Linked DNA regions of Rattus norvegicus: region 1 is linked to region 2. The links are chromatin contacts, called in public Hi-C maps. All regions are on one chromosome and are shown on one strand. Each heading gives the region's core, a stretch centred on a gene start, on an enhancer-like site or on the middle of the called end of the contact. The rest is flanking DNA. Distances are from core to core; before and after follow the strand shown.

Region 1 (5,427 bases), core at 995-3,494, 160 kb before region 2:
TAGTTTCTAGAGATCCTCAAGGCCACGGTGTGCCTGAAGCTCCCAGGGAGCATTAAGAGCAGGTGCTTGAGTGAAGAACAGAACAGGCTCTTCATTGAAGTCAGCCTCTCCACATTCTTTGTATGCCCAGGGAAGTGCTCACGGAGTGTAAGGTCCTGCATTTGGGGTGGTCACAGGCGGGGGCAGCAAATCCCAACTACAGTGATGGAGCCTCGCCCTGGGAAAACCATCCTCTTGGTCACCAACTACCCCTACTGGGTAAGTACTGTGCCATAGTTTTGAGGCAGGGTCTCTCACTGTACCCAGAGCTCACTGACTAGGTAGCACTGGTGGCCAGTGACCCCTAGGGGTCAGCCTGTCTCTGCCTCCTCAATGCTGAGATTTCAGGCACCTGCTGATGTACCCATTTTAAATGGCTGCTAGGGGTCTTCATGCTGGTGTAGCAAGCACTCTCTTGACTGAGCCATCTCTCTCGCCTGTACAGCTCATCTCAATTTGGCCAACTGACCTGCAAAAGGAGACAATCACCAACTAAGGTTTCACTCGCAAATACCGAGGTTAGAATTTCAACCTATTTTGGAAGATCTTCTCCTGACTTGATTATATCTGTAAAACCTTATGTATAACTAAGGTCACATGCCCAGGTACTAGAAGTTACATTTTCAATTTATTTCTATCAGTGAGCACAGTTTAACCCAAATTGAAATCATAGTACTGGCTTCAAGCCATTCAGCTCTTCTATCTCAAAAACCTTGTAGGGCAAAGGGAAGGTGCAGTCCTGGGGACAGAAGGAAGGACAAAGTGGTGGAGTTTAAAGACTACAAAAGATGGTAAGAAGGACATGAGGCTAGAAAGCAGACAGGTTCCATGGGATTTTAGGCCCAACCATGGGGCCGATTCTAAAACAAGCCACAGTTCTTATTCTTGCTTGCCTGTCAGTTTTCTGGTGACTTCTCCACCTCTTACGGTGTCTAGGTCCGTGGGTCACAACACCTATGACCTTTTCACAGGGTCGCATGTCAGATCTCCTGCCTAGATCCGGTATTTACGTTACAATCCATAACAGTAGCAAAGTTACAGCTATGAAGTAGCAATCGAAATAATTTTATGGCTGGATGTCAGCATGTGAGAAACTGAATTAAAGAGTCCCAGCATGAGGAAGGTTGGGAACCGCTGATCTGGGTAGTTTCAGAAAAGTCACTGTGGGCCAGGGAACACTGTACCTCAGCTTTAAGGCTGAAGCTTGCAACTATAAACTCCCAAGGAATTCATATTCACTTTATTCTAGTCACTGGTCAGACCAGACCTCGGGCTGCCCTGGCAGAGGAGTGTCTGACCTGTGGAATCATCTAGATAAGATTCGGTCAGGCCTCAAAGCCTGGATGTCCCCGTACATCTCTTTATCCAGCAGAGCCAACCGGATCAGCGAAGCTATGCTGCTCGAAGTCAGTGTGTCTGCCCTACAAGGTGCAGCCGAGTCCCTCACGTGTGGCAACGTATTGCATCCATGAGACCGCAGGCCTTGCACAGGCGCTCACAGCTGGGCCATGAGGCGAGATAAAGGTGAACCAGTGGCATGAAGTTGCACAATGGCAACGTCAGCATGAGCTGACAGAATTTTCTGTTGGAAGCCTGTAACACCTCATCAGAGAGGCAGGAGGGAGGCAGGGAGGGAGGGAGGGAGGAATACATAGTCTAAGGCAGGGCTCAGCAAGCCTTCCCTCCATAGTACAGGTCTGGCTGGGTCCTAATAAAACGTTAATACACCGAAATGTGAATTTTGTATAATGTTGCCACTTTTTTTTTTAATTAAGGAGAAAACACTCTTGAAACTATAAAGCCATTTTTAGTCAAAGAAAAATGGGGGGGGGGGGTAGGGTGAGGGGAGGTGAGGAGGGTGAGCCAGACTTGGCCTTGAGTGGGAGTTTCCTCACTCTTGTCTAAACATACCCTCAAATGTGCCTTGGTTGATTTATAATGGTGGTAACAAGGTTTCTACGTGGGACTCCCCTTCCTTCTCAACTGACCAGCTTCTGGCAAGATCCCAGGCCCTCATGTGAACTTGAGCTGCCCCCAGCTTCCTCTCCCTCGCCTGCTCCATTCAAGTCCTGCCAGGATCTGCTGGCTTACTTCAATAAAATGGTTTGTAATTCTCCCTCCAAACAGTCTCTGACAACACCTGGCCTCCCCGTGACCACTGCTACTCTCTGAGGTAAACACTCCATGACGGTTTCCCCTCACCTGACCCCTCCTGACTAACACTGGGGAAACATCTGCTGCTTGAGTGAGCTTCTTGGAGCCTCTAAGAACACCGTCTCCATCTGCTGGGAGGTCTGCCCTCACCGAAGCACCACATCTCAAACTGGAAACTTGCCCTACTGAGGTGGCAGTCCCCAAAGGCCAAGAGAGGAGATTTTCGCTTCCATTTCAAGGCCAGGCTAATTTGCATTCAGTACTCGTCACCCTTTTTAGCACAATTCTGTGAGCTTTGACAAATGACCAGTTGGGTAATTATTTCTACCATCAAAGACATTCCTTCCCCCTGTCATGCTCTCAAAGTTCCCTTCTAAAGGCGCCCTTGCTTACCCCTTTCAACCGAGGACTCATTTCTGTCACCATAGATGTGATCATAGCTGGTAGACTTTGAAAGATTGTTTTTAAGTTGTTTGTTTTTAATTATGCGCATGCATGTGTCTGTGTAGGGGTCTGTGCATGGGAGTGCAGGGGCCTGTGGAAGGCCAAACGTGTCAGATCCCGGGAAGCTGGAGTTACAGGGGGATTGTGAACCACCCAACACGGGTGGGACTATAGGGCCCCTGTAAGAGCTATACATGGCCTTAACTGTGGAGTCATCTCTCCAGCCCTGCTTGTAGCCGTTTGAGACTATCTTGTCACGAAGCACACTGTGCTTTCAATGCACTAACGGCTTTGTGTGCCTGCTCCGTTCTGAAGAGTACTCTGAAGAGTACGCCACCGTGTGGGTCTCCATGGTTTGTGCATGGCTGAAGCAGATATTTGGACTGTTCCCAATTCATCAATGGTGTTAAAGAATGTCCTGTATAAGCACATACGCAGACACTTTCATATAAGCATATGTTTTGTGGTAAGTCTTTGCTTCTCTAAAAACGTGTCCATGTTTCTGTAAGCTCGGAGGATAAGATTCTGCTGTGTTGAGGGGCTGTTTTCTTCCCTGTTTGTCTGTCTTCCTACCCGGGCGGCTGCAATGTTCTAAACCGTAAGTAACACTAAACTTCCTAAGAATAGCGACAGGGCACATTGTGGGCAGAGTGGGCGAAGTTGAACGTGGGCCCAGAGTTGGCCTGCGCGGTTTTGCATTCGCCGCTGTCCCCCCTCCCCCACCCCACCCCCAGTCTGATCTGGTCCCACAGGGGACAGCGAGGGCTCTGCGGATGTGCACACTCAGGCAAAAACCTGCAGCGCCAGCCAATTGGGCCATTATCTGGTTCGTATAACTTGTTAAAATCTCACGGAATGCACAGCGTGCCATTGTTTCTGTGAGTCCCTTTCATGACTTTGTGAGCTGGCTAATTCAGAGCAGACTCGCCTGTTTTCCTGCTGGAAGAAAGGACTTCCCTCAAAGACAGCTATTTAGCCGTGACCATGGCTGCAGCCATGTTGAGCACAAAAGGGAGCTGAGGCCCTGCTGCCCCCTCTTCTGCCAAAGCCTCCCACAGCCGGGTGCTTATTTTCGGTGCTGGAATTTGCATTATTATTTCTCTTTTCATCTGCTGGGTGACCTGAGGTATCCCTAGCCTACTAGGGGAAATGGCCTCACTGAGATCTGAGCCTTTCGCAGACTAATGTCTGTACACTTAGAAGACCCTGTGGGAATAAGCATTAACCCCACAAAGGATGGCTTTCCAAGCCTCTCGGAGCTCCTCTGGGCTCCCCTAGGCTCCAGAGGAAGGCATGGAAGGTCCCCGTTCAGCACGACAGCTCCAGTGTTGTGACATTTCTTCTAACCTGCAAGGCAGGCTTGGAGATTGCAAGTTTTATTAAGGCTCACAAGTGGGCAACAAGACTCGGCCAAGGCTGACAAAGAACTCAGCCATAAACAAAGGCTGCATCCAGTCCTGACCCTTCCTTATGTGGTCCCCCGGGGCACAGGCCTTTGTCTCCAGGCCACATTGAGCTGCTCACAGCCTGGGGGGGGGGGTGCCTCTTCATTGCTAACTTGAAAATGCCAGCAGCCCATATATTCGACTGCACCAGGCTTCCTAATTTACCTGTCTTAAAAGTAATCTATTTCAAGATGGAAAACTTATAATAAACATTTTTTTCCCCTAGAAGAAAATCACCTAGCTTTGCCGTGGCCGATCACATCCCTCCTCAACTTTAAAGCATGCCCAGGAAATGGATTTCACTAATGTAGCAGTGGGCCATCTGACTGAAGAAGCTAAGGCTCAGGGGACATCTTGGAGGAGGGGATGGAATGGTTGCTAAGAACCAGAGGACCAGGAAGTCGGCTGTGAGATCCTGTCTCTCAGAAATGACAGGAACACGCACCCAAGATAATTCCGCAATATGGCTGCCTGAATAGGGGCTGAACAATTGTGATATCAATAGTGCACTAATGGGGGAGGGGGAATCTCAGGAGACCCATGTCTAGACATAGAACTACAGGCAGCTAATGACTACTAAGAGAGGGAGAATTAGCCTCTCCCAGGGATGAGTCCTGTAATTGGTTATCTACTACAACGTGGTCAGCCCTAAAACCATGTACACACAAACCGTGCTGAACAAACCCAGCAGGCTGTAATTTATATATTTGTGTGCGTGTGCGTGTGCGTGCGTGTGCGTGCGTGTGTGTGTGTGTGTGCGTGCGTGCGTGCGTGCGTGCGTGCGTGTGTGTGTGTGTGTGCATTTTGCAATAATGATTAAAAGGAGGCCATCAGTTTGGCAGGGAGTTGGGGCAGAGATGGGAGGGGTTGGAAAGAGGAGAAGAAAGGAAGTAATGCAATTATATATTATTTAAAAATTTAATTATAAAAGGAAGGTGTACAAAGAGAGGAAGGAAGGAAGGAAGGAAGGAAGGAAGGAAGGAAGGAAGGAAGGAAGGAAGGAAGACGGAATAATATAAGCCTGTGGAATTTAGTGCATGGAGATGGGATAACTATCGACACCCAAGAGTGGGTGTAAGAGTAAGTTTATAAAGGGGTTAGAAGAAGGGCCGCTGAGATGGCTCAGCAGCATAGGTGACTGCTGCCAACCCTGACAGCCTGAGTTCTATCCCCGGGACCTATGAAATGTGGAAGGTGAGAACTGACTCCTGCAAGTGTTCCTGATTTCCACGCATTCGTGCACACATAAAAATAAGTCGAATATAGATCATCTAGGCACGGCAGGAATGGTTTTTGTGTCTGCAACATAATGGATCGTAAAGCAAATGGCAGGGAACTCTCCAGG
Region 2 (4,854 bases), core at 296-2,795:
AGCGAGTCCAGCCCATAGGCTTTTGGTTTCTAGGACTATGGTGAGTCAGACCCTCATGGCTAAAGGGTGCTGCTGAGGAACAGTGTGTACCTTGAAGTGGACAGGAGGCAGGAAGAGAGAAACACATGGGATCAGGTAAATGGCATTGTCTTTCCAGGGTGTGAGCCCATGACCTTTTCCTCCAGCTAGCCTCCACCTCCCAATAACGTCATTAGATTATGAATCCCACAAGAGGATTGACCGATCCACTGATTAGCTCAGAGTCCTGAAGAGCCAATCACTTTTGTTTGACATGGGGTCTCAGCTCATAGCTGAGGAGATGACTCACATTTGTTTAACATGTGGGAGGCGCTAGGTTTGATCCCCTGTCATCAGGAAAGAAAAAAGGAGGGGGAAAGTATATACATACATATGTATACAGAGTATCTTTCCAAATCTTTGGTGGTATCTGAAGACAGACGTCTTTAAGAAAGCAAGTGACCCTTTGTGGAGCTCAGTTCCCCGCTTAGCTATGGTGCTTAACCTCTCTTCTTTTCCATGACACTCGGCCAGTCTCTTTCCTCAAGCCCTTATCTCACTGGGACCTAGGCTGGGATCTCCTATCTCACTTCCCCTCCCCCTGGCCACCTTTCTTAGCTCTACTGGGTCTTTTGAAGGTGCTGCCTCTGGTCACGTCTCCTTTAGAGGCTCATTCTGTATCAGCTGCCAATTACAGGTTAAAATCCCAACCTTGAATAGCAACCCCCTGCCTCACCCCCACTGCCTTTCCTCCCGTTATTCCCTAGAGAACGCAGATGAGGAGCTTAGATGAGCCAGGCTTCGCCCATGCATGCACGCACTCTGCTTCTCACTCTCAAGGACCTTCCTCTATCCCATATCCTCCTGATAGCGGTTTGAGTTCATTCATCCATGATGCTGTGCAGTCTGAAGACCTACTGTGCACCCAGGAGTAGCCCCAATTCCCCTTGGATCTCTTACAATTCTTTTAATGTGCAGTTTTAGCCATGTTGGAGAGACCTACAGACGCCCAAGAAGGTCATGTTCTACGCCATTGCATCTGTGTGTGGTCCAATCAGGTGGCTTGTTAGAGATGTAAATATTCAGCTTTCATATCCGAGGCCTGTGTGAATCCTGAAGGTGGGAGAGGTCGCCCGGAGGCTCTGCCTCCTCTCCAGTATAGTTTGGGCTCTCTCTTCCTATCCTGGGTCCTCTCTAGTAGCTGCTCCTCACAGCTGCATTTTCCTGTTAATATTTTACTATTAATATCACCCAAGCTCGGATTCTAGGAGCCGTATGATCTGGAAGGACTAACCCAGAAAAGCAGTAGGCTTTACCCGCTCTAATGTATGCCTCTATTCTCTGCCGCACAGACCTGGGAGTGCTCCCTCCGTCCCAGACCCCAATAGCTCCATTCTACATTTTTTAGGCAAGGTCCCTGCTCCTCTGCCAAGTACAGTTGTGTATTGCATTCACGAATCCTGTGCAGTAAAGGCTGCCCGCTTGTCAGGAAGTTCTGTTATCAGATAAGCTTTGCACACAAGTGCCCTGGCCAGCCCAGGGCAAAGGTCAGTGCTCTGCAGTGGGCCAAAGCCACACTTGACTAAGAGGCCTCTCTGCACTCCCACTGAGGGAACTTTAGACCTCAAATCAGGTAGGACCAGGAGCCCCAGCTCTTCAAGAATAAGGTAACACACAGCCCACTTTGTGTGCGTGTGTGTAACTTTTATTTGGATATAAGTTTAAAGTTATGGAAGTTGCAGGTATGGCACATGGAATTCCCATCTGCTCTCCCTAGATTCACACTTTGACTACATCTGCTTCTATTATGTCGGGGTGGGGAGGTACCATTTAAAAACAGGTTAAGGACATTGTGCCCACTTCCCCCTAAATGTTTTCAAGAGAAACATGTCAAAACACAGCAGTTATCAGCCTTGGGAAGCATAATATTGACAAGATCTATCTAAAACACAGTTCAAGTTAAGATGCTATCAGCCACCCTAATAACATTTCTTTTTTATGTCTATGGCTTTTTCCCACCCAAGGACCCATTCAAATCATTCATTCATTCATTCATTCATTCATTCATTCATTCATTCGATCTAGTAGCTCCATGTCTTTAATCTCCACAAACATGGAACGGCTAATCTTTAATTCTTTGGCCCGTGTTGTTTTTGAAGGCTATCAGATGGTCGCTTAGTAGACTGACCTTTTTCTGCCTGGTATTTCAGGATTCAGTTTAGGTAAGCGTTCTCTGAGAGGAAACATCACCAAGGTAGCGGTTTTATCCAGTGAGAAAGCTCCTGCCTGCCCTCTCTACCCAATGCTCACAGAGTTAGTGTTGCTCTCTAAAGACTGCGAACAACCACTTTGTGGAGGGTGCCCTCTGCTGGCCATTTCCAGCACTGCAACTGTAAACTTCTAACGAGAGGTCAACAACTCTGAAGGGACATTTAATTGGTCTCGTGACCCTAGGAATTATTCCTCCTTATTAACTTTGATTCCGTCACTGATAGAATGGGGATGTCTGTGTTTTCTCTGCTTCCCTTACAAATTTCAAGGTGGTTGAGTGTGAAAAAGATTTACAAAGATGGTCGGGTATCTTATATTCATGCTTACGTTCATGCTAGCCCCTCTGACTTTTCTATAGGCCCAGAATAGTGGTCTCTAGAGTGCCAATCCTGCTCTTCGTGATTCCCACTCGCTACCTGAAAACCCTCCAATGAGTTTGGGCTCTCTGGACACCATGATAAGCGCCTTCTCCCTGCTGAAGAATCCACGAACACAGGTCAAGGGCATAGTGAACTGGCTCTCAGTGTGTCTGACCTAGTGGGAACATTGCTGGTCTGTGTACCAGCCATCGTACCCTGTGCTCACCAGGGTCACAGCCACCTGCTCTTCCCAGGCGGTAAGAGCAAAGGCACGGACCCTCTGACACCCACCAAACGGATCCTGTTAACAGGAATTGGCTCCAGCGTTTTCAATGACACTAAAGCCGGGGAATCTGTTTTCAAGATAAGTAAAAATTCTCTTTATCCCGACTTCGTATTTTTGCCCATATTTTCTTCGCCCCCGTCTCAGAAGCTTAGGTCTCTGTCCACACAGTTTCTCCCTGGTACCCTTCTTCCCCACTTTAATAAAAATTTACCGAGCACCAACTTTGCTCCAGGCACTGCGTTGGGTTACATGGGGAAGAACTGCAGGGACAATTTGCCTCCATAAAGTGACTAGAGTTATGGGTTGGCAGAAACGAGCAGAGCACAGAGCAGCAATTTAATTACGCACGAATGTGCTCCCCCCGCCTCCTGAGCGGGTCGTTTTGTTTGTTTGTTTGTTTGTTTGTTGGTCTTGCTGTGCTTCTGAGGCATCCGTACCACCACCCAGGAGGCCCAGAGCCTCCTCCTCCTCGCTCTATGTTTTTTTTTTTCTTTTTTGGTTCCCTCCCCCCCCCCCCCCCCCCCGGAGCTGCGGACCGAACCCAGGGCCTTGCGCTTCCTAGGCAAGCGCTCTACCACTGAGCTAAATCCCCAACCCCTCGCTCTATGTTTGTTTTCTCACTCTCTCAGGACACAAGAGAGAGTTACTTCTTAGGCTCCAGGGAGCTCAGAGGAGAAGAAATTGGTAGATTTAAGAAAGAGTGAATCTATTTCTCAACACGGAAATAGCTTTCTATGGGGGGGGGGGTGTCTGGTTTTCACCTCAATTTTCCCTTCAGATCAGAGTCTGGAGTAGTGAACTCGGCCTATTCTCCCCCATGAGCCCTTCCTGTTTTAGAGACCTTGGTATTCTCGAGACGTGGTGGAAGCACGTGGAATTAGTGGCGTGATAGGGTCACAGGGTAGTCTGACACACCGTGGGCAGTCAGTCTAGGTGTGTGGAATGGTTGCAAGCCTCGCCTTGTAATTTTAGAGCCACAGGAGGATGTGAGAGGAGCAGCCTGGCTGGGCGGGGAGGTGGTCTGGACAGCAGACTGGCTACGGCCTAAGCAGTGACCAGATGGAGGCCACTCCTCATCCACCTGTGGGATTCCAAGGTCAGGTTCACAAAAAAAATAATTAATCAATCTTTACAAATCACTATTTTTCACTGGACTGGGGGCTGTGCCTAAGGCTGTAGCTGAACTGTAGAATCCGTACCCGAACAGGGCTGCCTTGTCTGGCCTCAGTGGAAGAGGACACACCTAACCCTGCAGAGACTTGATACGCCAGGGTGGGGGGATACCTGGGAGGGCCCCACACTCTCAGAGAAGAAAGGGGGTGGGGAGACTCTGTGAGGGGAGACCGAGAGGGGGCAGTGTTTGGTATGTGAATAAATTAATATATTAATATATTTTTTTAAAAATCATAAAAGAAGTATATTTATGAAAAATAAAATTTTAATAAAACAAAATTGGGGGGAATTGCTGTTTCTCAAAAACGAAGTGGATGCAGAACAGTGCAGGTCATCCTTTCAAGGAGGCGACGAAAGGCCATTTTGGTTTGTTGGTTGGTTGTTTGTTGTTGGGGGTTGAACACAGTGTCTCATACACACTAAGCAAGCAGTCTACCGTGAGTGATTCCTCTCGGCCTGCGCAGCGACTTGGGGACATAGAGGAGAACACTCCATGAGAGTAAAGACTATGTTGTCTTAGTCACTCCTGTGAGCCGCTAGGCTATCCAGCAGACACATGTATTAGTCACAATGGACGCACGCCATGATCGAGTTTCTTTTATTCATGGTGGCATAACCTCCCTGAGAAGCTAAGAGAATACTTTCGTGTGTTCTGCCAAATAGTTTCCCCCAGGAAATGGTTTAAAATCATGTTGTGATTTCTAGCTTTACTTTCACTAGCGAGTAATTCATAAAGTCAGTCGGAAA

What was found. A called contact is a pair of places that touch in the nucleus more often than the background predicts.
Region 1: a contact with region 2 is called in a Hi-C map of liver, with 7 times the contacts expected there. The contact joins two enhancer-like sites. A contact is called at or near these places in 12 of 12 Hi-C or Micro-C datasets (the A7r5 cell line, the Rat2 cell line, Schwann cells and 7 more) and 1 of 1 datasets of contacts at active chromatin or transcription factors (oligodendrocytes).

The regions. Positions count from the first base shown.
Region 1 is chr2:213,250,833-213,256,259 of GRCr8, reverse strand. All of the region lies in intron 3 of Bcar3 (BCAR3 adaptor protein, NSP family member), which reads right to left. Among named protein-coding and RNA genes, the nearest start is that of Bcar3, 44 kb to the right of the region's middle. Within about 2 kb of position 2,244, at least 44 of the 93 cell types and tissues checked have an H3K27ac peak or open chromatin away from gene starts, as enhancers often do. A contact at or near this core is called in hepatocytes and liver, where this site is marked.
Region 2 is chr2:213,094,747-213,099,600 of GRCr8, reverse strand. No RefSeq gene overlaps it. Among named protein-coding and RNA genes, the nearest start is that of Mir760, 20 kb to the right of the region's middle. Within about 2 kb of position 1,545, at least 7 of the 93 cell types and tissues checked have an H3K27ac peak or open chromatin away from gene starts, as enhancers often do. A contact at or near this core is called in hepatocytes and liver, where this site is marked.